7 separate regions of the Mus musculus genome follow, and all the other regions are linked to region 5. Evidence: chromatin contacts called from public HiChIP or PLAC-seq and promoter capture Hi-C data. All regions are on one chromosome and are shown on one strand. The core of a region is the stretch at or near the end of the contact, and the rest is flanking DNA. Distances in the headings are between cores, read along the strand shown. Region 1 holds the start of Pskh1 (protein serine kinase H1). Region 2 holds the start of Psmb10 (proteasome (prosome, macropain) subunit, beta type 10). Region 3 overlaps Nfatc3 (nuclear factor of activated T cells, cytoplasmic, calcineurin dependent 3). Region 4 holds the start of 4931428F04Rik (RIKEN cDNA 4931428F04 gene). Region 5 holds the start of Ripor1 (RHO family interacting cell polarization regulator 1). Region 6 holds the start of Slc12a4 (solute carrier family 12, member 4). Region 7 holds the start of Dpep2 (dipeptidase 2).

The links. Promoter capture Hi-C pulls out the DNA fragments that hold promoters and counts their contacts. HiChIP or PLAC-seq counts read pairs in DNA pulled down with a chosen protein or histone mark. Capture Hi-C pulls out chosen DNA fragments and counts their contacts.
Region 1: a contact with region 5 is called in an H3K27ac HiChIP or PLAC-seq map of extraembryonic endoderm stem cells. The contact joins the promoter of Pskh1 here to the promoter of Ripor1 in region 5. A contact is called at or near these places in 11 of 39 promoter capture datasets (the C10 cell line, the HPC-7 cell line, cranial neural crest and 6 more), 1 of 15 datasets of contacts at CTCF or cohesin (large pre-B cells), 4 of 484 Hi-C or Micro-C datasets (B cells, the CH12 cell line, embryonic stem cells and 1 more), 28 of 115 datasets of contacts at active chromatin or transcription factors (the 230-238 cell line, the SCID.adh cell line, bone marrow-derived macrophages and 20 more) and 5 of 9 other capture datasets (adipose tissue, embryonic stem cells, liver and 2 more).
Region 2: a contact with region 5 is called in a promoter capture Hi-C map of pre-B cells, with 7 times the contacts expected there. The contact joins the promoter of Psmb10 here to the promoter of Ripor1 in region 5. A contact is called at or near these places in 21 of 39 promoter capture datasets (the 3T3-L1 cell line, 3T3-L1-derived adipocytes, the C10 cell line and 14 more), 2 of 15 datasets of contacts at CTCF or cohesin (large pre-B cells and pro-B cells), 22 of 484 Hi-C or Micro-C datasets (B cells, the C10 cell line, CD4 T cells and 11 more), 22 of 115 datasets of contacts at active chromatin or transcription factors (the 230-238 cell line, the SCID.adh cell line, bone marrow-derived macrophages and 14 more) and 5 of 9 other capture datasets (adipose tissue, embryonic stem cells, liver and 2 more).
Region 3: a contact with region 5 is called in an H3K27ac HiChIP or PLAC-seq map of extraembryonic endoderm stem cells, with 5 times the contacts expected there. The contact joins the enhancer-like site here to the promoter of Ripor1 in region 5. A contact is called at or near these places in 2 of 39 promoter capture datasets (cranial neural crest and pre-B cells), 1 of 15 datasets of contacts at CTCF or cohesin (large pre-B cells) and 5 of 115 datasets of contacts at active chromatin or transcription factors (double positive thymocytes, embryonic stem cells, extraembryonic endoderm stem cells and 2 more).
Region 4: a promoter capture Hi-C map of embryonic stem cells shows a contact between it and region 5. The contact joins the promoter of 4931428F04Rik here to the promoter of Ripor1 in region 5. A contact is called at or near these places in 1 of 39 promoter capture datasets (embryonic stem cells), 1 of 484 Hi-C or Micro-C datasets (CD4 T cells) and 1 of 115 datasets of contacts at active chromatin or transcription factors (extraembryonic endoderm stem cells).
Region 6: a contact with region 5 is called in an H3K27ac HiChIP or PLAC-seq map of epiblast stem cells, with 2.7 times the contacts expected there. The contact joins the promoter of Slc12a4 here to the promoter of Ripor1 in region 5. A contact is called at or near these places in 9 of 39 promoter capture datasets (the C10 cell line, cranial neural crest, fetal liver and 5 more), 1 of 15 datasets of contacts at CTCF or cohesin (large pre-B cells), 1 of 484 Hi-C or Micro-C datasets (embryonic stem cells), 19 of 115 datasets of contacts at active chromatin or transcription factors (astrocytes, bone marrow-derived macrophages, embryonic hindbrain and 12 more) and 2 of 9 other capture datasets (liver and macrophages).
Region 7: a promoter capture Hi-C map of pancreatic islet shows a contact between it and region 5. The contact joins the promoter of Dpep2 here to the promoter of Ripor1 in region 5. A contact is called at or near these places in 4 of 39 promoter capture datasets (cranial neural crest, frontonasal cranial neural crest, pre-B cells and 1 more), 2 of 15 datasets of contacts at CTCF or cohesin (large pre-B cells and pro-B cells), 1 of 484 Hi-C or Micro-C datasets (embryonic stem cells), 13 of 115 datasets of contacts at active chromatin or transcription factors (the 230-238 cell line, astrocytes, bone marrow-derived macrophages and 6 more) and 4 of 9 other capture datasets (adipose tissue, embryonic stem cells, liver and 1 more).

The regions. Positions count from the first base shown.
Region 1 is chr8:105,898,786-105,902,633 of GRCm38.p6, forward strand. It overlaps Pskh1 (protein serine kinase H1), which reads left to right and starts at 1,689. Exons shown (of 3, transcript NM_173432.2): 1 at 1,689-1,755.
Region 2 is chr8:105,936,982-105,940,346 of GRCm38.p6, forward strand. Psmb10 (proteasome (prosome, macropain) subunit, beta type 10) reads right to left here and starts at 1,411. Exons shown (of 8, transcript NM_013640.3): 1 at 974-1,411; 2 at 698-785; 3 at 513-610; 4 at 260-400. The coding sequence starts at 1,029. Lcat (lecithin cholesterol acyltransferase) reads right to left here. Exons shown (of 6, transcript NM_008490.2): 6 at 2,570-3,159. The coding sequence ends at 2,591.
Region 3 is chr8:106,111,046-106,114,579 of GRCm38.p6, forward strand. All of the region lies in intron 9 of Nfatc3 (nuclear factor of activated T cells, cytoplasmic, calcineurin dependent 3), which reads left to right. Among named protein-coding and RNA genes, the nearest start is that of 1810019D21Rik, 23 kb to the right of the region's middle. Within about 2 kb of position 1,681, at least 29 of the 459 cell types and tissues checked have an H3K27ac peak or open chromatin away from gene starts, as enhancers often do. A contact at or near this core is called in double positive thymocytes, embryonic stem cells, extraembryonic endoderm stem cells and 1 more, where this site is marked.
Region 4 is chr8:105,287,667-105,291,118 of GRCm38.p6, forward strand. 4931428F04Rik (RIKEN cDNA 4931428F04 gene) reads right to left here and starts at 1,862. Exons shown (of 8, transcript NM_028888.2): 1 at 1,738-1,862; 2 at 1,103-1,499. Exoc3l (exocyst complex component 3-like) reads right to left here. Exons shown (of 14, transcript NM_177788.5): 10 at 3,257-3,386; 11 at 3,016-3,138; 12 at 2,783-2,938; 13 at 2,566-2,690; 14 at 2,257-2,484. The coding sequence ends at 2,295.
Region 5 is chr8:105,603,854-105,607,423 of GRCm38.p6, forward strand. It overlaps Ripor1 (RHO family interacting cell polarization regulator 1), which reads left to right and starts at 1,376. Exons shown (of 22, transcript NM_001081241.2): 1 at 1,376-1,497.
Region 6 is chr8:105,963,752-105,967,560 of GRCm38.p6, forward strand. It overlaps Slc12a4 (solute carrier family 12, member 4), which reads right to left and starts at 2,364. Exons shown (of 24, transcript NM_009195.3): 1 at 2,174-2,364. The coding sequence starts at 2,288.
Region 7 is chr8:105,990,461-105,994,247 of GRCm38.p6, forward strand. Dpep2 (dipeptidase 2) reads right to left here and starts at 1,313. Exons shown (of 11, transcript NM_001301204.1): 1 at 1,188-1,313; 2 at 136-450. The coding sequence starts at 404.

The DNA.
Region 1 (3,848 bases), core at 439-2,938, 300 kb after region 5:
TCCCAGATTTGGCCCCAAAATCAATGCTCCTTTTTTGTTGTTATTAAAATTATTTATTGGGCTGGTGAGATGGCACAGCAGTTAAGAGCATTGACTGCTCTTCCAGAGTTCATGAGTTCAAATCCCAACAACCACATGGTGGCTCACAACCATCCGTAATGACATCTGACGCCTCCTCCTGGTGTGTCTGAAGACAGCTACAGTGTACTTACATAAAAAAAATAAACCTTTAAAAATTATTTATTTATTCACTTTATCACCCCTTCCTTTCCTCTCAGTAATCAGTCACACAGGTCCTTCCCCCATCCACTTTCCCTGTCTCTTTTGAGAAGGGGAAGCCCTACTCTGGGTATCACCCCTCCTCATGCTGTTTTTTTTAGGCAAGGTCTCCCTGTGCAGCAGCCCTGGGTATCCTGTTGCTATAGACAGACCATGCAGGCCTTGAACTCAGAGGTCCCCCCTCTGCTTCCCAAATCACACCAGGCTGGGTTAAAGTTCATGTTTTTAGTAATCCCATAACCCTTTGAGAAACAAATTTCATTGCTGCCATTTTGAAAGATGGTCTTAATCTGTATCCCAAGAAAACTTATAACTTCTATAACCTGGCCTTTTTTTTTTTTTAAACCTCTCACTGCAATATCCCCTTAAATTCCTGAGTGCCAGGATTATAGGCATGTGGGAACACACTGATGAATTTTTTTATTGAGATAGGACCTTAATAAATACACCAGGCTAGCCTCAAACTAAAGTCTTTCTTGTTGCTGCTTCCAAAGTACTAGGATTACAGGCTAACGATGTTTTGTCTTTTTTAAAAAAGTAAAAGTTGTTTCAAAACCTAGTGTGTTAGTACAAAAAAAAAAATCTTTATTTTTTTAATTAATTAATTTTTTGTTTTTTTTTCAAGACAGGGTTTCTCTGTATAGCCTTGGCTGTCCTGGAAGTCACTTTGTAGATCAGGCTGGCCTCGAACTCAGAAATCTGCCTGCCTCTGCCTCCCGAGTGCTAGGATTAAAGACGTGTGCCCCCACGTCCAGCTTCTTTGTTTATTTTTGAGACAGGTTTCTCTGTAATAGCCCTGACTGTCCTGGAACTAGCTTTGTAGACCACACTGGCTTGGAACTCAGAGATCCTCCTGCCTGAGTGCTGAGATTAAAGGAATGTGCCCACCATGTCAAGCTTGGTAACAATCTTTTTTATTCGTTATTTTATTTTATAAATCTCGTGATTCATTTGTGTTTGCATCAATACATTAACAATCTTTTTTACTTTTTATTTTATGTTATAAATCTCGTGATTCATTTGTTTTTGCATCAATACATTAAAAAAAATTAGCCCTGGCGTGATGACACACTCCCTTGCCCTTCAAGAACTCCTTCATCTATAGAAGAATCTTGCCATTTTTTTTCCATTTCTCTCGGTCATTACCTTTCCCAGAACTTTTCCCTCCACAAATGGCTCCCCAGCGGTGTCTAGCGGCAAACAGACCCACCCCTGGAAAAGAGCTCTGCTCCGCCCCGAAGACGTTGATTGGCAGGCACTCCGAACCCCCCCCCCCCCCTACACACACTTGCGTTCGCGTCTGGAGGCTCCGCCTCCCTTCCGTCCCTTGGCCGCCCAAGTTTGTTTTGGCGTCAGGCGCGCGCAGTAATGACGCCACCACGCTGACGCGGGAGGATGGCGGCGGCGCCCGTGGCCTGGGCTGGGAGACGGTGGGCTGAGCCGCCGAGACTCCGGAGAGCCCGCCGCCCGCGCGAGGTGAGGCCTTCCGGCTCGGGGCTTCGGCCTGACCGGCGTGAGGGGCCTGCGAGTTCAGCCGCGGGCGCAGCCAGGGCCTGGCGCGACTCCGAGCCCTCGGTCCCCGTGCACTGGGGCCTGTGGGCTGGGGAGCAGGCCGGGCTGTGGCTACCCGCGGTCCCCAGGCATGGCCTCGAAACCTCCTGCCGCGTTAGGCCCGATGGACTTGGTCATCTGCCTGTCTGTGGCCCAGCCGTCCCGCGTCCAGCGCGGGTCAGGTTGATCTAACCTTGTTGTGTGCGGCGCCTACTCCACACCCTTCCCTTGCGACTGAACGCCAGGGTCCTGCGGGGGCCATCGATCGCTTCCATGTACTGGCTGGAAAAAGGGCCAGAGTCCAGCTGGGTCGCTTGCAAGGCAAACCTGTCATACTTATAAGGAGAGCCCCGCTCAGTCCTCTGAAGCTGCTGCGTGTATAATTCGCACCAGAAAAATCACTCGTTAAAATTGCCTCCTTAGTCACTGTAGGGAAAAACTAAACCTTGTAGCCTGCAGCATTCAAAGCTTATCATAATCGGATGTGGCCTACCTAGCCCTGCAGAGAACGCCTGGGCACGTCTGTACTGCGATTATGTAGTGTTTTGTTGAGGCATGTGAGCCTCCTATTAACTCTGTGGTTTCATACCCTCGAGGTTCAGATAGCTGCTTTCTCGGTTTGTGAAACTTCCGTTCATTTCCACCCTCACTCACCAGTAGAGGAAATTAACCTGTGTCTTTTTGAATCTATCACCAATGTCTTTTCCTTGGAAAACTGTCTCCTGCGTTCACACAGTAGTAGTGTTTAGTTAAAGCTATCGGGACACTGACTTGAATAGATACAGATTAAGCCTTGGGGGAACATCTGTCATGGCCAGCATTTTGAGATAGTCACAGCAAACAGTGACATCTTGAAGTATTTTTTTTCAAGATACAAATTCAAGAGTTTTACTCTTCTCTAGATGTGGTAGACTACACTTCCGATCAATAAGGGCTAGTTTAGGCTACATAGTACATTTAGGACGAACCTGGGCTATATGAGACCCCGTCTCAAAAACAAAATACTCCAAAGCCCTGGTTTGGTGGTGCATGCCTGTGATCACCGCACTCCTGAGAGAGAAGCAGGAGGATGCCCAAAAGTTAAAGGACAGTCTGATATAGTGAGGCTGTCTTGGGGGTGGGGTGGGGGGAGTCTTCACTTTATTTTTCTGCTGATTTCGTTGATGGAAATTGAACTCAGGGCCTGAACCCTTTTCACTTAGCTACATGGTCAGCTTACAATGTATGGTAGCTTAAATGCTGTAACCCCAGCATTTGCGAAGCAGAAGGAGCAGGATTACCATGGTACTTGAGATGATCCCAGACTGCATATCGAGTACCAAGTCAGCCAGGACTACAGAGTGAGACCCTGTCTCATGAAGCAAAACAAAAAATAAGAAAGAAACAAGATATGAGGTAGAAATCTGTGCTTTTAAAGTTTTTTTTAAGTCTCCTTCCTCCCCCTGTACAGTGATTGATCCTGGGCATTTTGCATTCTAACAACTGAGCTGTGTCCCCTTTTCAGAAAATTGTGAAAATGATGCAGTCAGGGCATAGTTGTGCACACCTGTAATTCCAGCATTTAAGAGACTGAGGCAGGAGGATTGCTCTAAGTTTGAGGTCAGTCCTGCTTCTATAGTGAGTTCATCAGTCAGTGTAGCCTGGGCTACAGAGTGAGACCCTGTCTTGAAATTAAGAAAGCAAAGCTAATGATATTACTGTACTTCTTGGATGAAGATTTGTGCTATTGCCCCTGGAAGCTACTGGCCTTGTAGACTCCTGTTATGGATCGTTGCCCATACCTTGGAAAGACTTTGAAAGATCTAAATATATGCCAATAATGTTCTATTGAGGTACACCCCTAGCCCCAGAAAACTTCCCTGTCCATCTGTCTATCTCCCTGTGTGTATGTGTGTGCTCACTCGTGTCGGTGAGTAGGTAGGTAGGTTGGAGACAGTTTGTGAGAGTTGGTTCTCCTGTTGGTTCTAGATAGAATCGGGGGTCAGTCTTGACAGCAGGTGCTTTTGCCACTGAGCTCT
Region 2 (3,365 bases), core at 161-2,660, 330 kb after region 5:
CTGTGGAGGAGCAGGCAGGGTTAATGTTAGCAGACAGGCCCCGCCCATTACACTGCCTTTTGGTCTGAGTCCCACCCCTTCCTTTGGCCTGGCGTCCTGCAATTGACGCTGCCTCTTCCGGAACTCAGCTTGGTCTGTCTTCTTCCGGTCTCCCTGCAGGTCGCAGCCCCGCTCCCCCCCACTCCACGTCCCGCCTCCTGTCAACTCCACCCACCTGCAGATACCCCGTTTAGGGGTCATCTTAGCCCCACTTGCTCACCGGAAAAGCGTCTGGCGCAGGATACGGGTGACCGTGGCCACCCGAGGCTCACGGCCGGTGGACAGCGCATGTAGTTCCATCTTGGAAGCTGCCATCCGCGTAGTCATCTCAGTGTCCGCAGCTACTCCAGCCCCACAGCAGCTAAGGGACAAAGGGATGGTGGATGTGGACAGGGACGTGCAGGGACAAAGTAGGGAGTGAGCGACAGTGCAGCTTATGTTTGAATATGGGGACTGGTCCGGGGCATACTGACTAGATTTTAGGGGCGATGAAGTGGATCTTCTCGCAGCTTTTGTCCGCCACAACCGAATCGTTAGTGGCCCGCGTGTCCGCTCCCAGGATGACTCCATCCTGCAGAGGCAGAGCCCAGCCTTAATGCCCACCTGATCTCCGCAGTGGCTGCCCTTCTAGCCCTCCAGCCCTTATCACCCCGCTTACTCGGAACACAAGCCCCGCGATGGTAGTCCCGGTCTTGCGTGCATGAGGAACCCGAAGTCCCGGAAGGACGTGTTCCAAGGACGCATTCCTGGAAACATTGGGGTGACTCGCGTTTCAGTTCTGCATCAAGGGAGGGTCCCTGAACCGGTCCCCAAACCCATTTCTACTCATCTCCTGGCTTAAGCCCCTACTTGGTCACCCAACATAGGGTTCCCCCACTCCACCAATAAAACAAGGCACCAGCAGTTCGTGACTAGAACTCCACTCCCCTTTCACCTCTGGCAGTTCTCGAAAGAGAAGCCTCCTGTGGGTTCCACTGCCTGCTTCAGCATCTCGCAGGAAGGCCAAGTGAGAATGCGGGGGTCTCGATGAGTGGATCAGCCAGGGGGAGCAGAGGCGTCTGTCCTGGCTTCTGTGGGGTTTTTCCGGACGCTTCCTACTTTCGCTTTCACCCCCACCCTAGTTCAGAGGCTGTTGGCTGCTGTGTGCATCTTCTCTTTCACTTTCGTCTTTGCTGCTAGTCCCAGATAACTTGAGGAAGGGGCTATTACACTCCTTGCCAGACCTATGGTGCGCCTTAGATCCTCCATTCCCATCTCTGCTGACACCCCCTGAGCACTGCAGGCACATACATGTATTCAGGTAAAACACTCACACACATAACCCCTTAAAAGTAAGTAGAAATGAAGCCCTTGCAGGCTTAGTTATGTGTGTGAGTGAATGTGGTATGTGCATGCCACATGCCCACCAAGGTCAGAAGAGGGCATCAGATTCCCTGGAACTGAAGTTACAGATGATCATGAGCCACCATGTGGGCGTGCCACCACGTGGGCGTTGGGAACCAAACTCAGGTCCTCTCCAAGTGCAAAAAAATGCTCTTAACTTCTGAGTGCTTGCTCTCTCTCTCTCTCTAATGTCTCACATTAAATCTTCTTTAGATGAACTGTCTTTTCTTCAGATCCTAAACTTTTTTTTTGGGGGGGGGGGGCGCTTGAAAAACTGTTTTTCAGTGTAGTTGAGTGTAGCCCTGTCTGCCCTGGAATAAGCTCTGTAGACAAGGTTGGCCTGGATGAGAAGATTAAAGGCATGTGTACCACCACGTGGCCCTAATTTTTTAATTTTTTTATGGCTTATTTTATGTGCGTTGGTGTTTTGCCTGCATGTCTGTGTGAGGTGTCAGCTCCCCTAAAACTGGAGTTACAGACACTTGTGAGCAGCCATGTGGGTGCTGGGTATTGAACCAGGGTCCTCTGGAAAAACAGCTTCTTTCAACAGACGCTGAGCCATCTCTCTAGCCCCATTTATTTGTTTGTTTTTTCGAGACAGGTTTTCTCTGTATAGCTCCGGCTGTCATGGAATCCAAGTTCTTACATTAACAATCCCCAGCCCCAATATCTTAAATTCTATTTATTTGTTTGTGTTTTGGGGACAGAATCTCTGTGGTCTTGGCTGTCCTGGAACTGTGTGTATCAGAGTGGCCTACAGAGATCTGCCTGCCTCTGCCTCCCAAGTGTTGAGTTGAAGGCGTGCACCACCATGCTTTATTATAAATTTCTGTATCCAACCAGAACTCAAAAGTCGACTTCAAATCCTATTTCTCTGTGTCCCCATTCTAACAGCCATATACCCAGATCTGAATATTGTCCTGGGCCCCTAAGAAGGAAGCCACAGAGCAAGCTTCCTGAGCAGCTCAACTAGGACAATGAAAATCTATTTACATATCTCAAAGTCAGTCCAGTCTGGGGCCTTAGCAAAGCCCACTGAACCCCGTGTTCCCCTAAGCCCAGATCAAGCATGCATCAGCCAGGTGATGCAGGTTATCTAAGGAACCTAGTAGTGCCTTCCCCTTAACCCATAACAAACACCCTGCACTTATTTATAACAGCTAGGTCTTTATTCAGGGGGTGGGGGACTTGGGCTGGCAGCTGGCGACTTAGGAGTGCGGTAGGCACCCAGTAGGATGGCATTGATATGCTCCAGTGTCTTATTGCTGAAGACCATGTTGAGGTGATCTGTCTCGTTCATGGGCAGCAAATGTACGGGCTGCGACTGGCGGCCCTGCCACTGGCCACAGAGCTCAGTGCTGCGGGTGGCTACGGTGTCGTCCCCATCTTCATAGAGTGCAGCCACGGGGTCTTTGTAGGGGAAGTTGTGGTCATAGATGTAGGTGTGGGGTGTGGGTCTGCCCACACCGTAGAGACAATATACTTCTACACCAGGTGCGGGGAGGCGCTCCAGTAGGTCACGAGACTGAAGAAACATGTGCCAGCCTTCTTCAAAATGCAGATCTGTGAAAAAACGCTCAAAGTCTTGGACGGTGTAGTTGAAGTTTGGTGTGGAAATGAACACATGGTCTTCAGGCCACACGTGAGGGGCTGGGAGCATCCAGGGGGAAGTCGTGGTTATGCGCTGCTCCTCTTTCAGCTTTATGTTGGACAGGATGGGGATGCCCTGGTTGTCACCTAGGACAGGGGAGAACAAGGTGGGACAGGGAGCTGGGCCTGGTCCACAGTTTACCTCGGCAAAAGCACTCCACCTTGTTTCTGCCACAACCTGATCTTGATTCCAAAACACAGACAAGAGCAGGCCTGGTGTTCGGTTAAGTGCTCCGTATGCTTATTTGCGGGGGCTGGAGAGATGGCTCAGCGGTTAAGAGCACTACTGTTCT
Region 3 (3,534 bases), core at 431-2,930, 510 kb after region 5:
GGCTATTGAATTTTTCATTGCCATGCATTGGAGAGTTGATTGGTGTCGAGCTATAACTGGGGGGAAGTCAACAGTACTCTGGGCACCGCAGATACTGAGCTGTTCACTCTTCCAGTGAATTTCTTTTCAGATGCATATTCTAGGCTAGTGTGTTACTGTAGAGCCAAATTTCCAGCCATTTGTAACTTGACTTCTTGTTTGAATTTTCTGTGAATTTCTGGGTTTTTTTGTTTTGTTTTTTGTTTTGTTTTTGTTTGTTTGTTTGTTTTTTTGGTTTTTCGAGACAGGGTTTCTCTGTATAGCTCTGGCGGTCCTGGAACTTAGAAATCCGCCTGCCTCTGACTCCTGAGTGCTGGGATTAAAGGCGTGCACCACCACACCTGGCTTTTAAATTCTTTTGTTGTTGTTGTTGTTCTGTTTTTTGGGGTTTTTTTTTTTTCGAGACAGGGTTTCTCTGTGTAGCCCTGGCTGTCCTTCTGTTGTTTTTTTAAGACAGGATTTCACTCTATAAAGAGTGCTGGCCTTGTAGAGAGGCACCTGCCTTTGCATCCCAAGAACTAGGTAAGATGAAAGGTGTGTACTTTTACACCTGGCCCATTTGTCTGCTCAGGAGAGAATTTTTTCTTGAGTCTTTCTATGATTTTAAGGCCAGACTGGTCTACAGTGTGAGTTCCAGGATAGTCAGGGCTGCACAGAGAAACCCTGTCTTGGGGAAAAAAAATACTTGGGGAGAAAAAAAAAACCTGTATGTTATACTGCATTATGCTTTAGATTTTGGACCAATTGATATATATTAAAACATGATTTTTATAACATATAGAAATACTCGGTTATGTTTTAAACTTTTAAATTGAGATTATTTTATTGTGTAAAAGTATCTTTTACTCATCTGAAGTAATTATTGTCTTGGAGGTTTACTGCTGAATAAGCTCACCCTTTCTAGCTCGTTCTGATGTCTGACCAGCTGGTTCAAACTAGTTTCTCCCAGCTTTCTGACTGAATTGTTCTGCTTGACCTCAAACTTAACTCTAGAAACCTATCTAATCTTCTGGCTCCTCATTCTCTGTAAAACTGCTTCGTCTGCACCAACTGAACTGAACTCAAAAACACGCTCCACTCCACTCCACTCCACTCCACTCCACTCCACTCCACTCCACTGCACTCCACTCCACTCCACTCCACTCCACTCCACTCCACTGCACAGTGCAGAGCACCAGCCTTAAGTGACTGAACTTACAGAACTGCCCTCCAACTAGAGAAGTCACCTTCAAACACCACTGCTTCCTTCTGCATACTAACCTTACTTTCATTGTTTGGAATTAAAGGTGTGCACTAAGGGCATGTTTGTATTCCAGCCAGAGGGATTAAAGATGTGTGGTCCTTTGCCAGAGCAGCCATGTTACTGGATTAAAATTCCTCTGTGGTATTGTAAAACTAGATAACTAGACTAGTGGTTCTTTGCTTTAGTTTGTGATTGAACTAACTAAATTCTGTTAAAATTGTCCTCTAATTTTTCCTCCCATTGTCTTCCTTTGTTCTTAGACTAACAGCACAGCTGCAGCTCTTCCTTCAGAGAAGAGGCTGCACATTTAATGTAGTTCAAACAGCTGCTGTGGTGAGACTGTCACTGCCACTGCCACTTGCTGGCTCTGTGCAACAGCATGCTGACCCTGAATGTAGGGCAGGTGCTGATTGACAGTTAACGCTCTAGATACCACTCAGCTGCTTCAGCTCTCTATATAAGTGTTGCTTATAGGGGGCTGGAGGGATGGCTCAGCAGTTAAGAGCACTGACTGCTCTTCCAGAGGTCCTTAGTTCAATTCCCAGCAACCACATGTTGGCCCACAACTATCTGTATTGGGATACAATGCCCTCTTCTGGTGTATCTGAAGAGCACAACAGTGCACTCACATACATTAAATAAATAAATAAATCTTTTAAAAAAAAAGTGATGCTTATAGCCCAGGATTATCTATTCATAACTGTCCTACCTCTGGCATTTCAAATGCTGAAATTATAGATGTCTGCTACAATGCCTGGGTTAACGAATGTCTTTTAAAAGTAAAGAATTAATAAACACAAGATTCACATGGCTACTTGTCAGGGGTGTAGAAGACTATTATGGAGGATGAGTAGAGAGATAATATGGCAGTGTTTAGTGCATGCATTTATTGGATAGTGGTTTCGCTGGTGTTTATTATATTTATATAAATATTTTATTATATTTTTATATACTTGTGTGTATGGACAGGAGAGACCCTGGGAATGATTGTAGAGGTCAGAGAACAACTTATAGAAGTCAGTTCTCTTTCAACCATAGAGGTTTCAGGAATCAAACTCAGTAACCAAGTTTGGTGGCCAGTACCTTCTAAGCCATCTTGCTGGCCCTAGATAATTATTTAATATTTATTTAATAATTTTATTTAATATTCATTCAATTTATATTTAATATTTAATAGTGTTTATCCAATTAATATTTAAATAATAAAGGAAGTCATATGTAACCAATAGGGTGAGGATATCATCAATGATATACATAATTACTCCATTTATTATCCATCAATGATATATATAATTACTAGGGGTTATAGGAAGGTAGGTAGTATTGAATTGTTCCTTTAACCGAAATGCTAGGACCTCTTTTGGCTACATACATGAATCATCAGCCTTCAAACATATTTATGATGAAGACTTTTAAAGGTTGAAAGAACTAATAAAGAATGCTGTGTAGACTGGGAATATATAGCAAAGGGTTCAGAACCACCCTGGGATATGCAGTAAGAAAAATTAGTTTCAGCTAGGTGTGGTGGTATATGCCTTTAATCCCAGCATTTGGGAGGAAGAGGGAGATGGACCGCTGCCAGCCTGGTTTATTACATAGTGAGTTGTAGGACAGCCAGGGCTATAAAATAAAGAGACCTTGTCTAAAAGGAAGAAAGGAAGGAAGCAAGCAAGTAAGGAGAAAAGAAGAAGAAAAAGAAAGCAAAATTAGAGCCGGGCGTGGTGGCGTACGCCTTTAATCCCGGCACTGGGGAGGCAGAGGCAGGCGGATTTCTGAGTTTGAGGCCAGCCTGGTCTACAGAGTGAGTTCCAGGACAGCCAGGGCTACACAGAGAAACCCTGTCTCGAAAAACAAAACAAAAACAAAAAAAGCAAAATTAATTTCTAGATCCAGTGAAGAAATATTTGATGTTATATCAAGTGAGTATATATCTCCAGAAAAACAATGTAGTTGTAGCCTTATAAAAAAAATGCTGCATATGGTGGTATAAACATTTTTTTTTTTTTTTTTTTTTTTGGTTTTTCGAGACAGGGTTTCTCTGTGTAGCCCTGGCTGTCCTGGAACACACTTTGTAGACCAGGCTGGCCTCGAACTCAGAAATCCGCCTGCCTCTGCCTCCCCAGTGCTGGGATTAAAGGCATGCGCCACCACGCCCGGCTGGTATAAACATTTTTAATCCCAGTGCTGGAGAGGCAGAGGCAGGCAGATCTCTGAAGTTACATAGTATGTTCTAGGACACCAGAGCTATGTAT
Region 4 (3,452 bases), core at 612-3,111, 320 kb before region 5:
GGAACATACCCATTGTATAAAAATGTGCGCACACACACACCCCAGAATAGCATGGGTCACTTGTCACTTTCTTAAAAATCTTCATAAATATCATATTAGAAGAGATGCCCTAGACATACACACACACACACACACACACACACACACACACACACACACACACACGAGAGAGAGAGAGAGAGAGAGAGAGAGAGAGAAAGTTGGTCTGGGAGGAGTTTGGGTGTGTGGATAAAAACATGATCAAACTACATGGAAGTGTTTTAATAAAAAAAAAATTAAAAACAGAAGAAAAGCTTGTCAGATGTAGTGGCACATGTCTGTAATCCCAGCACTTGAGGCTGAAACAAGAGAATTGTGAATTCCAGGCCAACCTGGGCTATGCAGCAATACCTGTCTTTAAAAGCTTTAAACAGAGAGGAAAAAAAAAAGGGAAAGAAGAATAAAAGAAAGTCAGCACTAGCAAATCTCTACAAAAGAGCAAACCTCCTCTCTCTCCTGGAACTAAGCTTTTTCTGTAGTTGTTGCTGTCTCTGAAGTCTACTGCAGCTAGCTCACTGTCTGCATGGCAGATCTGAAGGCTTTATCTGGGTTTTCCTTTCTATAATGTGCAACTGTGCTTCCAGAACCCAGAACAGTCCCTGATCCAGCACTGTAATCCACTGTGATCCATGGATGAACCTGAGTCCTTGTAAGAACTAAATCATGGAGCTGGAGAGACTTGCTGCTCTCCCTGAGAACCCAAATCCAGTTCCTAGTGTCCACGCAGGCTAACTCCAGCTGCAGGAGACCCAAGGCCCTCTTCTGGCCTCCACGGGCACATGCATATACCCATACCCAGAAATAATAAAAATAGACCTCTAAAGCAAAAATACTATAATCATTCCTTTCGCAAACTTAGATACCCTGTTTAGACTCCCCCCACCCCCACCCCGGCATCCTCCTCCTTCTCGGAGTCTTCCTCCACCTTACCTAGTGATCGGCTGCTTAAAAAATGACTTCTAGTCTCAGATCTCATTCACCCTCAAACTGTATACTTTTCTGGATGTCTACTGACCACTATATGGGCCAGTTCTTCCATTTTCCCTTCGTTCATTCCACCTACCTCCACGTAATTACCAGAATTCACCTGTTTCTTTCACGTCTCAGGTTCTTCTGCCAAGAATTCTTTTGCCAATGTGTCCCTGGAGCAACCTCTTAACCATTTTTTTCAGGGCCCGGTTTAGGCCTCACTTTCTCTGGGAAGCCTTCCCGATGTGTAAAGGGTCCCAGGGTCTTGATGGCTTCTTGACAGCCCTAGGCTGTCATGGCTGGAGGCTAGATCCATATTTCCCCACCGTGCCCTGAACTCCCCGAGGTCAGGAAGGGTCTGATTCACCCTCTCGTCCCACGCACTCACTAGTTGCAGAATGAATGAATTCAGGGTGAGGCTGGAGTCCCTGACTGCTGAAGGCGGGGTCTGGTGACAAATGAGAGGGTGTGGCCCACACCAATAAGAACCCCTGGAAAGAGATAACGTGGGAAAACAACCAATAGGAACCAAGAGCTCTGGGAGGGCGTGCCCTGAAGACAAATAAAGGGCGTGAGACAGGGTGAAGGGCGTGCCCAATGGAGGGCGGAGCTAGGAGACAATGGACTTGGGGGAATTCCCTGGTAAATCAAGAAGGGTGAAGTCTTAGTCATATTTAGTCTCGGTTTTTGGAGTGGGGTAGGGGTTCGGTCCGCGTGCCGCGCCCCCACCTGATCACGCCTCTTTTGCTGCCCGCAGTTCCTGCTCCTCAAAGCCGATCGCTGGCCGCCGAGACCATGGAAGCCCGCGCCAAAGACACGCGCACTCGGGCGCGCGCACGCTCACACGAAGACGCAAGGGCCACGTCCGTCTCCGCCGTAGGGGGCGTGCTTAAGCTCGCTGTGGGCGGAGCCAAACGTGCGAAGAGGGGCGGGATTCGCTGCCACCCTGCGCCCCTGGACCGCGTCTGGTCCTAGACTTCCCCCTCTTCAAACTTCCGCGCTTCTAAAGCGACTGGCGAGGGCGATGAAACCATTTACTGCTTGCCGGTAGTAGATACATAGGAAGTGAGTACTCCACGGGAGCCCAGGGTTCGGGGCACGCAGTCCACAAAGAGAGCAGATGTCTGCATAGGTGAGATGCTGCCAGAATACTAGGATTCAGCCAGGATTATAGATGTACCACTGTGCACGGACCCCTAATTGCACTGTTGCTTTCACCGGCGCGCCCCCAACACATAGATTCAGACGTGTCGTAGACGTGGCTTTATTACGCAAACAGATGGGTGTCAGGAGCAGGGACCTGAAGGGAGGCAGGAGGACAGGGAGGGCGTAGGCGTCGGTACCAGGCTGAAGAGCGCCCGGCGGCCAGTGGACGGTGAGGGCGGTGGACCCGCCTGCAGCGAACTGAGTGCTGCCTGACGATGCTCTCGGGACACGTCTCCGCGCAGGTCCAAGAGGGCAGAGACGTGATCCTCGCTGCAGGAATACCACCACGTGCGTCAGCCCAGCCCTCCCTCGTCCTCCTGGGCCGTTCCTCCCCTGTCCCCTTCCTCGCACCTCACGTCGGGAAATTGCTGCCTCAAGCCTGCCACCTCGAGGCCAAGCAGTGTGGGGTCGTGGAGGTTGAGCAGTTCCCTCAGCGCGAGCAGGACGGGCGCGCAGTGAGCGCTCTCTTCCAGGCCCTGAACACATGGGAACAGGGTTTCCAGCGGGCCCTCGGCTCCCACCCAACTACAGAGATCCTCGACTGTCTGCCCTCCCAATGAGCTCTCACCAAACCAAGGAAAAGCTCTTTGAGCTGGGCAGCATCCTGCCGAAGTCGCTCAGCCGCCTGGCTCCGCTCGTCCGTACCGCGGCACACTAGGCGGCCCTGCATCAGAGCCCTTAGGTATTGTAACACCACGGTTCGTTCCGCCTCTGCCAGCAGCAGCTGCAGGACAGTAATCAGTTTGAATATAGGGTCCCACCAGCACAACCCCTTCCCCAGCTTTCCTCTCCTCGCCCTACCTGAACACCAGGCTTCCGTACGCGCCAGAAGTCCTGGCAGAAGTGCGACGTCTGCTCACACACACCATCTAGCAACTCAGAACTCAATAGCCACCGGCGCGAGGGCAGAGCGGAGAACAGGGGCTAGGGAAAGCATAGCACAGACAGGGCTAGGGAAATGATCCGGATCCCGTAGAGGCCACCATAAATAGACCGTGTTTCTCCCTCACACTACCAATCTAGACTGGGATGGCGACCTCACCTGGAGCTCAACCTGCAGTACTTCCAAAACCAGGCGGCAGATCCTCCTTTGTACGTCGTCCAGCGCAGCTTCCACTGGAGCTAAGACCCCGGAAGCTTCCCCGTCCGGCAGCAGGACCGAGACCGAAGATCTGGACCAAAAAGTGTGACTTCAGGACCAAGGCCAAGGCTCGCATGGCCCTCTAGGATTCATCCAC
Region 5 (3,570 bases), core at 126-2,625:
ACTCACAATTGTAATTCCAGTACCAGGGGATCTGACATCCTCACACAGATATACATGCAGGCAAAACACCAATGCACATAAAATAAAACTAAATAAATTAAATAAAAAATAAAAAAAAAGAGCCCGGCAGTGGTGGCGCATGCCTTTAATCCCAGCACTTGGGAGGCAGAGGCAGGTAGATCTCTGGGTGATCTCTGGGTGTTTGAGGCCAGCCTGCTCTACAGAGAGAGTTCCAGAACAGCCAGGGCTACATAGTGTTAGACCCTGTGTTTAAAAGAAAAAAAAATCCTGGGAAAGGGATGGGGGCATTCACAAGGGCATCCAGGGCTCTGGAACAAGCAAGTGTTCTGGGGGAAAAGCCTGGAGGGTTGAGAAAGAGGCTGAGGGTGTCTCTGGAAAGAGCCTAGGGGGATGAAGATGTTGGTATTCCAGAATCCTACCATATCGGGTTGTTGAGACCTACGCTCAGGATCAGTGTCAGGCTCAGAAATTCAGGCACCTCTTAAAATCCATCAGACCACCCCTGAGTATGCCTGACCTACCTCAAAAGATGAGATGTTGCAGGAAACAGGAACGCCAAGAGGTGGAGGATAGGGACAGGGGGTTGGAGAGAGCTAATAGCATCTGGTTAATAATGGGAGGGGTAGGGGATTGGAGTCAGCTTGTTGGTCAGGCCAGCTCTCTGTTACACCATAACTCATTTTTGCCTTTGACCCCCATGGCCAATGTATGTTCCCAGTACGCATACCCAGACCTTACCAGGTTAGTCACTTATATCCCAGAAACAAAATCTGTAACTCCCCAGAAAGCAGTACCCGCTGAGTGGTTACACGCTTGCCTGGCCTAGCTATGAGCCCTATTTATAAGGAAGACGTTGTCGAAAAGGCTCTCTGATCCTACAGCGGGAAACTGAGGCTGGCTGAAAAAGTGGGAAGGGATGAGGGGCAGAACTTCAACCCAGAAGGTGTGCGACGGTTAGGCCAGATTCTGGTTCCCTTATCTAAGCCTCTCCAGACCCTAAGCACTTCCTCCAACCACCCCAACTTTCCGTGTCAGCTCCAAGAACCTGTTTATGGTGACAGGAAGGGAGCCTGAGGTCTTTAGAGCTGCAGAGATCTGGGTAAGAGGCAAGTAGGAGGGGTTCCCTAGCGCCCCCTACCCCAGATTTAAGGTCTGCATGCAGTTCCCAGGAAGCTGTCCGGTTCCCGCAGACACCTTCGCTCTCCCTTCGCTCTCCCTTTCCACAAGCTGGTTGACACGGTAGGCAGACCACTCTGCCGGGTAACTCGCGAAGGCGGAGCGAGCTGTGGGCGCCCCTTCGGGGTGCGGGAGCCGGAGGGGAGCGCAGGAGGTGGGGCCCAGAGGGGCGGGGCGGGGCGGCGGAGAGGAGGGAGGGGCAGGCGCCGGCCGCGGCGACAGCGGCAGCTGCAGCGCGAGCAGGCCGGGCAACGCCGAGAGTACCGACAGCGCGAGGTCCTTGCAGCCCAGCGCAGCCATGTGAGTGTCCGCGCCGTTTCCTAAGGCCGTGGCGGGGAGAAGGGGCGAGCTGTGGATCCCGTGCGTCCTGCACCCGCGCCGCCCATCGGCTCCCGGACTTGCGACCGGGTCCCGCCTCACCCCGTTCTCGCGACCCGGATCGCGCCGTGTCTTTTCTCCCCACCCCCACCCCCACCCCGGGCACGGAGAACGCAGCTTCGCCCCACAAAAGCCGCCGCCTCCGGCTCTGCCGCGCCCGCCGCCTCCTCCCTTCCCTTCCGCGCCCAGGCCGCCACGGCAGTGCCCCGGGGCTCCACTGTGGGCAGGCCCGAGGGCGAGCCTGAGACGCCTTTCTGGGCCTGGGATTGGCTTTATCCTGGAGCCTGCGGTGCGGCAGAGGCTGATCTGGGAATGGGAACGGGGCGACAGGGTGCAGGAGACCCCCTAGATGAGCTAGCTAGTGTTCCTGGCCCTGGTCGACCTAAGCTGCTTTGGGGCCAGGCCCGAGGTGACTGAAGACTGAATTTGCCCGAGGCCACACTCTCCACCCAAACCGAAGCTGAAGCTGGAGAAGGTCGTTTTGGCGGCGGTCGACAGACCCTGTCCCTGGAAATGGAAGCTGCTATGGGGACTCAGCAAACAGTCAGAACTAAGCATCCTGTAGAACTGGTTTGGGGAAGGGGTTGTTCAACCAGGGCTAGAGCCCCGGCTATGTCAGCTTTTAGGACCCTCTGTCCTCCTATCTTAAGTTAAGTCTGAGTGTGACCTCTCTTACCGGCCCTTCCAAATCATTTCTGATGTGCGTGCAGGCTGGTCTCGTGTGTAAAATCTAATACAATAATAACGGTGTCCTGGCCACCGTCTATGTGGCTGCGTGCGTCTTGGACCTGCACATTCGACTGACATGCAGCCTTCTGAGAAGGTGTATGACCATCTGGCAGATGTAAATACTGGGCCAGAGAGGTTAGCAGCATTTTCAAGGTCACACAGCTGGGTTGGGAAGAAGCAAGAATTCACTATCCACCTCTCTAGTATTGACAGTGGGGGTTGGGAGCACTACAGCCGGACAAGGACTGCCAAGGCTCCCTCGTCTACCTCCCACACAGTCCTGGGCCCTGTGGGCAGCAGAGCGAGATGAGCAGTCCCTGGGCCTGGGTTTGGGTGGGAGGGAGGGGAGCGCACAAGGCGTTTGGACTAGGATCTGCCTAGGTGGAAAACCAGGCGAGGAGGGCGAGAGTGAGTCAGAGCGTTCCCAATCCGCCACCGCTGGGACTCGCGACCTAGCCAGACCTAGCCGGGGGAGGCTGTCCAGCTCCCAGAACGCGGCGGGACAGGGAATGTGACCAGCTGACCAGGGAGGAGGCTGGCAGGAAGTGAGGCCACTAAGTAGTCTCCACCCGGTTCCGGGGTGGGGTGGGGGTCTTAGGCCATAGCAGGCCCCCCTCCCCTTTTCAGTGGCAGTTCTGGTTGGCGGCTGCCAGATGACGTCAGCAACTAGGTTTGGGGCAGTTGCCATGGAGACAGGGACAGGCTTTTGCGCGCGACCCCCTTCTCCCTTGCAGCCACCCTTTTGCCTGGGTTATTTATAGCTTCTGTTTACCTCAGTCTACTGTAGCCCTACAGCTGAGTCGGGCTGGACCTAGAGACTCGTGGAGAGGCTGTAGCTAGTGTGGTGTGCGCTAGGTGAACAGTACTATTGGTCTTACTTTCCGCCCCATGCTGGTGGTTTTGTCCTGGCACACAGGAACGATCGGGAGGTCTATGGAAAGTGGGTTCGTGCAGGCAATTAAGATTCCATTCGCTGTCGAGCTGCACGCCTCATAACCTTTGGGACTTGATTCTTTATCGTTTCCAGAACTCACCTGAGTTGGCAGGAGCTGAGACTTCTCTTAGCAGCCAGCACCTACCAGTTGAGATAGTTCCTCTCCCTTAGCTCCAGGTAGGGGTGAGGATGGGGGGCGGGGGAGGCGGTGTTAGCCCTTTCTGTCCAACAGGGAAGGAGATTCTGCCTCTCCCAGAAGTGAGCAGTCAGATGTACGTTCTCTATGGCCATTTAATGGCAGTGGGGTGAGGTGGTGGTGGTTGGTGTCACTT
Region 6 (3,809 bases), core at 1,114-3,613, 360 kb after region 5:
AGCAGAGACAGTAACTCCCTCTCCCAACTTCCCGGATGCATCAGAAAAGGTAGTGTCTGGTCCCAGACACGGGCAGGGCACTTCGCAAAGCCTCACTTAAGGACCCCTCCCATAGGATTATGGGGATATGAAAGGGTCTGAGCAGAGCTTCAGGTCTCTGGTCCCCCAAACTTCAAGCTACCCGCCCTGGCCTCAGCTATTCCAAAAATTCCAGGGCAGGCTTAGGCATGCCTGCCTGCCTGCCTGCCTGCCTGCCAGGCTCAAGCTTTTCAGACATTACCTGAGACCCCCAGAGAACCAAAGCACAGCTCAGGCCTGGGGCTCCCTATGAAGGGCTCAGGTGTGTTCCTACCAGCAACTGGGAAAGCCCTGACAGTAGGAAGTGATCTGGATGACCTTTCTGGTCCCTATGTACATGGAATCTACCTATAATGTCCTTCCATGACCTTCCCAGTCTGGCCACAGGCCATCTAGGTGAGCAGGCCTATGTATGCCCCTCAGAACAGAGGCGTGTGTGTGTGTGTGTGTGTGTGTGTGTGTGTGTGTGTGTTGTGGGGGGGATCCTAACAGAGCTAGGCCTAAGATAGTTCTGTGCTCTCTGATTCTTTGCTATATCTACAAAGAAGAAGCAAAATCACTCACCCGGATGCAGGGTGTCCCCCATGCCACAGACACACCACAATCTGGCCGAAAAGTAAATAGGAAGAGAAGAAGGGGGTGGGGTTGGGAGGAGCTGGCCTAGCCTGGAGGGATCTGGCAGGGCACAGCCAACAGCCAGCATAGCTCCAGGTTACTCCTATCAACCTGTGAGGGACCAAGGCGGAGCCAAAGAAAAGGCTCAGTACTGCCCATTGGTCCAGGCTAATCTCCAGGATGCAGTTCAGTACATCATCTAGGGACAGACATCCTTCCAGTCCCAGGGAAGGAGGGATATGGTTCCGACACCTTGGACCAGGCAAGGGGCAGCAGGGGATGTGGGATCTAGGGTTACTTACACACAGCTGTGAAACCTGACAAATCTCCGTGACATCTGCAGTCCATGCCCCTGGCCTGTATGTCCACATGGCAGGCAGGTCATTCAGTCACCGTTCACATGAAGCACAGACTACCCCTCAAGCATGTCACCATCACAGACCTATCAGATAGCCTCCGATACCATCACCAGACACAACACACATTTCCTACACCTTTCTATCACGGTCAGCCTCAGACATCACAGGCATTTGTTATCATAGCACCAGGCTCATCACTGGCAGCCTTCCTGGAAACAGTAGCCATAAGGACGTCCTGACCTGACCCTGTGATACTCAGCGACACACGTGCATTTACACATGCCTGGACAGCTATACAGACAGACACATATAACCAGGACCGTTCCCATTCCAAGTGTGAGGAGCCTCCGTGGGTGGAAGATGGAGAGATGGGGCACTGGAAGGGAGAAAGGGTTTACCTCTATAACCAGCCCTGATACCTAGGTTAAGGCACTACATTCTCATATCCGGGTTTGAATCCCACTGGAACAAGTTACATAACTCTTCCCCACCGCCCTTCACTCCTTCCTAAGTGCGAGTAACAGAACCTGTCCCATGGGGGAGGTTGGGAGGATTAAAGCGAGTTGCTTCATGTACAGTGCCTAGACAAGCCTGGCCCCGTGTGACTGCTCCCTAGGTGTCCATGATACGCACAGATCTACGTAGACCAAGGCCAACACAGGCTCTTCAGCGAGCACACCCTTTGCTCCTACCGGGCCAGTGTGCAAGGAGGCAGGGGTAGGGAAAGGACAAGAGAGGGGCGGTGAGTCATAGAGGAAGAGAGGGTGACACTCAAGAGGATGGGGGCGATTCACAGAAAGTGAGGAAGCTACAATCCAGGCTTCCATTGGACCCAGACCCGTGGCGCGTTCGGCGCCAGCCTAAGCAAGGCAGCCCGTTACCCGGCCTCCCAAGGCGGCCACGTCTGCAGCCCCCGCCCGCGGCCCTCGGGGGAGGAGCTGGGAGTGGGTGGAGGACGACCTAGCCCGGGAGTCCCGGACCAAAAAGACTCATCGGTCTGAGCGCGCAAGGAGCAAGAAAAGTGGAGTCCTGCATGGACGTCTGCGCGCGCGGTCCGAAGGCGCGAGTCCCGTGTAGATGCCCCCCGTCCCGGCCACAGCCCCCGCCGGGCGCACCCTCACCGTCCGAGTCTTCCCGCTCGGCGCGCTCGCCGTAGTCCACCCAACTGAGCCCCTCGAGGTTGTCATAGTCGCCGCGTCGCGGCCCGTCCACCGGCACCACGGTGAAGTGAGGCATCGCGCGCGCTTGGCCCGCGGTCCCGGCCTCCAGCCGGCAGTCCCCGCCGCCCCAGGCTGGCCCGCCCCGCCCGCTCGCATTCCACCCCGCTGCGCTCACTTCCTCCACCCGCCCCCCGGGCCGCCCCTCGGGGGCGGGGAGCAGGAGGGGCTCGGGTCGGCTCCTCCCCGAGGGGGGATGAGAGGACCCCGGGAACGAAGTACTCTAGCTGCTGGAGGGTAGGGTTCCTGTGTGTCTTTGGGTAAGGGGTTGCCCTCTCTGAGCCCCAAATGCGATACTTAATAAAGTGAGGGAAAGTATTTTAACTTTTAGGGGTATTATGATGGTGAGACGGGGCGCAGGGTGCACTGGCTCTGTTCCCTGAATCTAATTAGCTCTCAGTCACTTTTTGTTATTTAGCGGGAAAGCTAGCAGGACCTGGTCAATGTCACAGTGACCACCCCAAACCTCCTCAAGTCTTTCATCACCCTCACATACATACTCTTCCATAGCGGGAAAGCTAGCAGGACCTGGTCAATGTCACAGTGACCACCCCAAACCTCCTCAAGTCTTTCATCACCCTCACATACATACTCTTCCATTACCATCATTTCTCTCTAACGCTTCTCCAGGACTTTGGTAGCCTACGGTCTCTCCCTCAGTTCTGCTCGCTGCAGCCTCTCCCTTAGCAGGTGGTTGAAGATCGTATGCCCTTCCTAGAGGAGTCCGCTCCCTCCTCGCTAGAGGTTACACCGGCCCATCCCTCATCGACACTTTGGGATAGCCCAGTTATCTCATTTGAACTTGCTCCTTCATAACCTCACCTCCTGGAGGTTCCTGCACCCGAGTCCTTTCCTTTCTTGGTGCTAACTTCTTTCACACTCAGATAACTTACCTAGTCGCCTTGACTTGAGAATTTTTATCTTTCTGAGTTGTTCTTTTGGCCTCTTCCCCCACCCCACCCCGCTTCCTTCCTATCAGAAAGCTCCAGGGCTCATCTTTCTGCTCTATCTCCATTCTTTCTCCCTTTCTGGTGTAGCCTTTAGAATTTGGGCTGACTCTAGAATCCGCGCCCTCTGCTGCCACCCGCCAGCCCCAACTGCCTGGGTGGGCCGCTCGGCTAGGACCTCCCTGAAGCAGCTCAACAACTAACCCTTCCCAGTCAGCTCTTCCGGGCTGCAATCGGCCTCCCTCTCTTTCTGGCACCTTTAACTGCTTTCCAGCTGTGCGCGCGTGCTCTCGGCTCTGCATCTCCTATCCTGCACTCTCTGTATAGAAGGCTCACTGGTTACAAGCTTTTGTTGTTCTTGCCCCAGACCCAAGTTCAGTCCCCAGCACCCACATCAGGTAGCTTATGACTGCATATGTCTCTAGCTCCAGGGGATCTGATGCCCTCCAGCTCCCTCAGACTGTACCAGGGTTCACACACACACACACACACACACACACATTTAAATTTACCTTTAAAATTGAAAAATAAACTGAGCAAGAAGAAATATAATACAAGCTATGAGTAATAAATATTCCAAAAAAAGATACAAG
Region 7 (3,787 bases), core at 63-2,562, 390 kb after region 5:
CTGATAGGAGACAGCATCTAGGGGTGGGTAGTAGGAGAGGACCTTTATTAGTACAGCAGGCTCCGAACCCTCTGCACCCCAGGTGTATGTTCAACCCCGTTTCATTCTGGCCGCCCCCAAGCCATCCTTACACACCCATCTATAAGCGGGAACTCCTGCATCAGAGCTCTTGCGCGATCTCGCAGGTCTGGGAAATTGGGGTTGCCAGGAGTGGTTGGAATGCTGGAAATGTCGGGCTTGGTGAGTGCTCTGGGGATGCTTGATGTAGTGGAAGCACCAGAGAAGCCTGGTTTTGTCTGGGTCCATATTAGAGGCTGTGAAGGCCCTAACAGCAGCAGCACCAACAGGAACACTGAAAGCCCATGGCCAAGCACCCAATGACCCTTGAGGCCCGTGAGCGACATCTTGCTCAGGGCGGAGCAAGCCGGCACGGATGAGGGTCGCGAAAGCCTGAGAAGGACAGAAGGCAGTGATATAATCCTGAGCCTCAATTTAAGCCACGCACAGACCAGGTCTGGTGAGAAGAGGTTTGAGGTCACCAGATTCCAAACAGCCGCTGTACGGGAAAGAGGTGCATGACATCCGCCAGGGGGAGCTACAGACCTACTATCCCCGTCTTGAAGTGCACTTCCGTGGCCTGCTTCTGTCTAGGTTTCTTTTGTCCAATGTCCCCCCTGTTTACTGTTCCCAAGGGACCAACCCAGGTGATTCCTAGCTGCGACTAGGGACTGTTCTCCAAGAAAGTAGACCCGTGGTGTTTCTTTCACAGTGAAAGGGCCTCTAGCTCTTTGCAGACCACATCTTGTCCCTGACTACCTGCAGCCTTCCCTGACTTCTTCAAGGGACACAAGTACCGAGACACACTGACCTCTCCACCTTATCTACCATCCTCTGAAGACTCCAGCCAGCAACTGGGAACTATTAGGAACACACACCTGCATGCCCCAGCCCTATTCAAGGTGAGGACTGGTCTCCCTCCTCAGCAGATGCTGTGCCCACCCAGGACTCTCCTATTGATCATGTGAGGTAAGAAGAGAGTAAGCACCTGAGTGCTTCAGGGAAATACTTAGTAGCACAGGAACAAAAGTCTGTCAGCTAGAGAGATGGAAGGACATGGAATACCTTCCAGGGCAGCAGAGCCCCCCATCCCAGCACCTTCCTCCTGGGGCTGCAGGCTGACCTCCTACCTCAGTGTGGAAGCCAGGGCAGATGGATAAGCCCTCAGACCTGCTACTTGTGTCCAGCGGCTCCACGCCTGGTGTCTGAGGCTCTTGAGGCCAGAGCTCTCCCAGAAACCTCAAGGACTTAGTTCCTGTCCTTACAAGCCCCACCCTGTTTCCAGCCTGAGCCCTTACCCTCTCTGCTTTCTCCAGGATCAGCCCTGGCTTCATGCATGCACACACAGAACACAGACACCACACACACACATATAACACAGACACCACACATATAACACACACACAAACACATACCATACATGTACACATTTCCCCCCCCCCATACTACACACAAACACACACACACACACACACACACACACACACACTGGCCATGTATGTTTTTGTAGAAGTCCCATCCCTTAAGGCAGTTTCAGGGTCTATGCTTATACTCCATTAAAAAAACCTTTTCTGTTCTGACCCCTGGCCCCCACTGGAGAGGATCCAGTTTTTGCAACCTTCCTCAGGAGGCATGGGGACTTGGAGATGTCAAGAAACCCTCTTTCAAAAAGGAAATGGAGTCTGGACATGATAACATTTGTCCCAGAACTTGAAAGACATAAGCAAGTGTATCTCTGTGAGTTCAAGGCTAGCCTGGTCTACATAATGAGTAGGCCAGATAGAGTTACAGAGCGAGCCCTGTCTCAAATGAATAAATATATTTTGAATTTAAGAAGGAAATGAGCAAACTCTTCGATAAGGAGGCAGAAAATTTGGACTACCCAGGACGATGTATTTGTGTTTTCGGGACTGTACATTAGTGTGCGCTGCCTGTAGTAGTGCTATGCTAAAAGTAGCCAAGTCCTTGCCTGCTATAGCTAGTAAGTAAGTCCTTGCCTGCTATAGCTAGTAAGTAAGTCCTTGCCTGCTATAGCTAGTAAGTAGGTTTCATTGGTAGGCCCACTCTAGACCGCGTATTCCTTTGGGGCTGTGCTTCACACCAAGGTGTTCTTTGCTGGCTTCAGACCTGGCTCCTTTCCCTCCCCTCCCCCACTGCCACTTTCGTGCGGGCCAAGTTGACAAAGGGGAAGAGAAACTCTCAGGTTTTCCGGTCTCCCTGTCACCATTGTGGGTTTGAGGGTAAATATCACACTTGTTTTGTTTTTTTTTTTTTTTTTTTTTTTTTTTTTTTTTTTTTTGGTTTTAGAGCTTTATTATAGAAATGCAGGAGAAAGAGAGAAGGTAGAAAGGAAGAAAAGAGAGAGAGAGAAAGAGAGAGAGAAGAGAGGAAAGAAGAGAAAGAGAAAGAGAAAAGTGAGAGGAGAGGTAAGAGGACAAAGGAATAAGAGAGTGAGGTGCGGGCCGAGCACCCCGCTTGTTCTGTTCTTAATAAGCCCCAGGAAGTTGAAGGGTATAAAGAATACGGCTTGGAGAGAGAGAGAGAGAGAGCTTAGTGCTGAAGACACTGGCTGCTCCTCCAGAGCACCCGGGTTTGATTCCCAGACAAAATATCTATACACATAAATAGAATAAAATCTTGAAGAGAGGAAGGGAGAGAGAGAGGTGATGACTTAAAAGTATCTTCTTCATTGTTCCCTATCTTTTTTGAGGCAGGGTTTCACTGAACCTGAAGCTCATCACTTCAGCGACCCTGACTGGCCAGCAAGCCCAGAGATTCCACCCTCTCCCCCCCCTCCCCCCCTCCCCAGTTCAGGGTGAGAGGCTGCTGTGCCTGACTCTTTGCCTGTGTACCAGGGATCCACACTCAGGCCCACACGCTCATACGTCCTTACCAATAGAGCTAATTCTCCCGCCACTGCAACAGATTACAACATCTATTTACTTATTTCTTTGTGTGTCTACAGGTGTGGAGGTCAGAGAACTGGAAGGGCTTGGGTCTCTGCTCTCATCATGCATGTCTCAGAGACCAAGCTCAGAATGCCAAAGCTGGCAGCAAGCACCTTCACCTGCTGAGCTGCTGAGCATTTTGTTTCTTATGGTTTTTTTTTTAATTTTTAATTTTATTTTATTTTTTTGAGACAGGGTTTTTCTGTATAGCCCTGGCTGTTCTGGAACTCACTCTGTAGACCAGGCCGGCCTCAAACTCAGAAATCCACCTGCCTCTGCCTCCTGAGTGCTGGGATTAAAGGCGTGCGCCACCACACCTGGCTAATTTTTTAATTATTTTATGTGTATGAGTTTTAGTTGCATGCTTGTGTCTACCACATGAATGCCTGGTGCTCTCAGAGGTCAGCAGAGGGAATCGGATCCCCAGAGACTGGAGTTATAGATGGTTGTGAGTCACCATGTGGGTGCTGAGAATCTAACACTGGTCTTCTTTTCTTTTTTCTTTTCTTTTCTTTTTTTTCTTTCTTTCTTTTTTTTTTTTTTTTTTTGGTTTCTCTGTGTAGCCCTGGTTGTCCTGGAATTCACTCTGTAGACCAGGCTGGCCTCAAACTCAGAAATCCGCCTGCCTCTGCCTCCCAAGTGCTGGGATTAAAGGTGTGTGCCATCACTGCCCAGCCTAATTCTGGTCTTATTGAAGAGCAACAAGTGCTACTGACCTCTGAGTCATCTCTCCAGCCCTGGCCCTATTTTGAAGCAAATCACAAGGCTGGGATCTAGTTCAG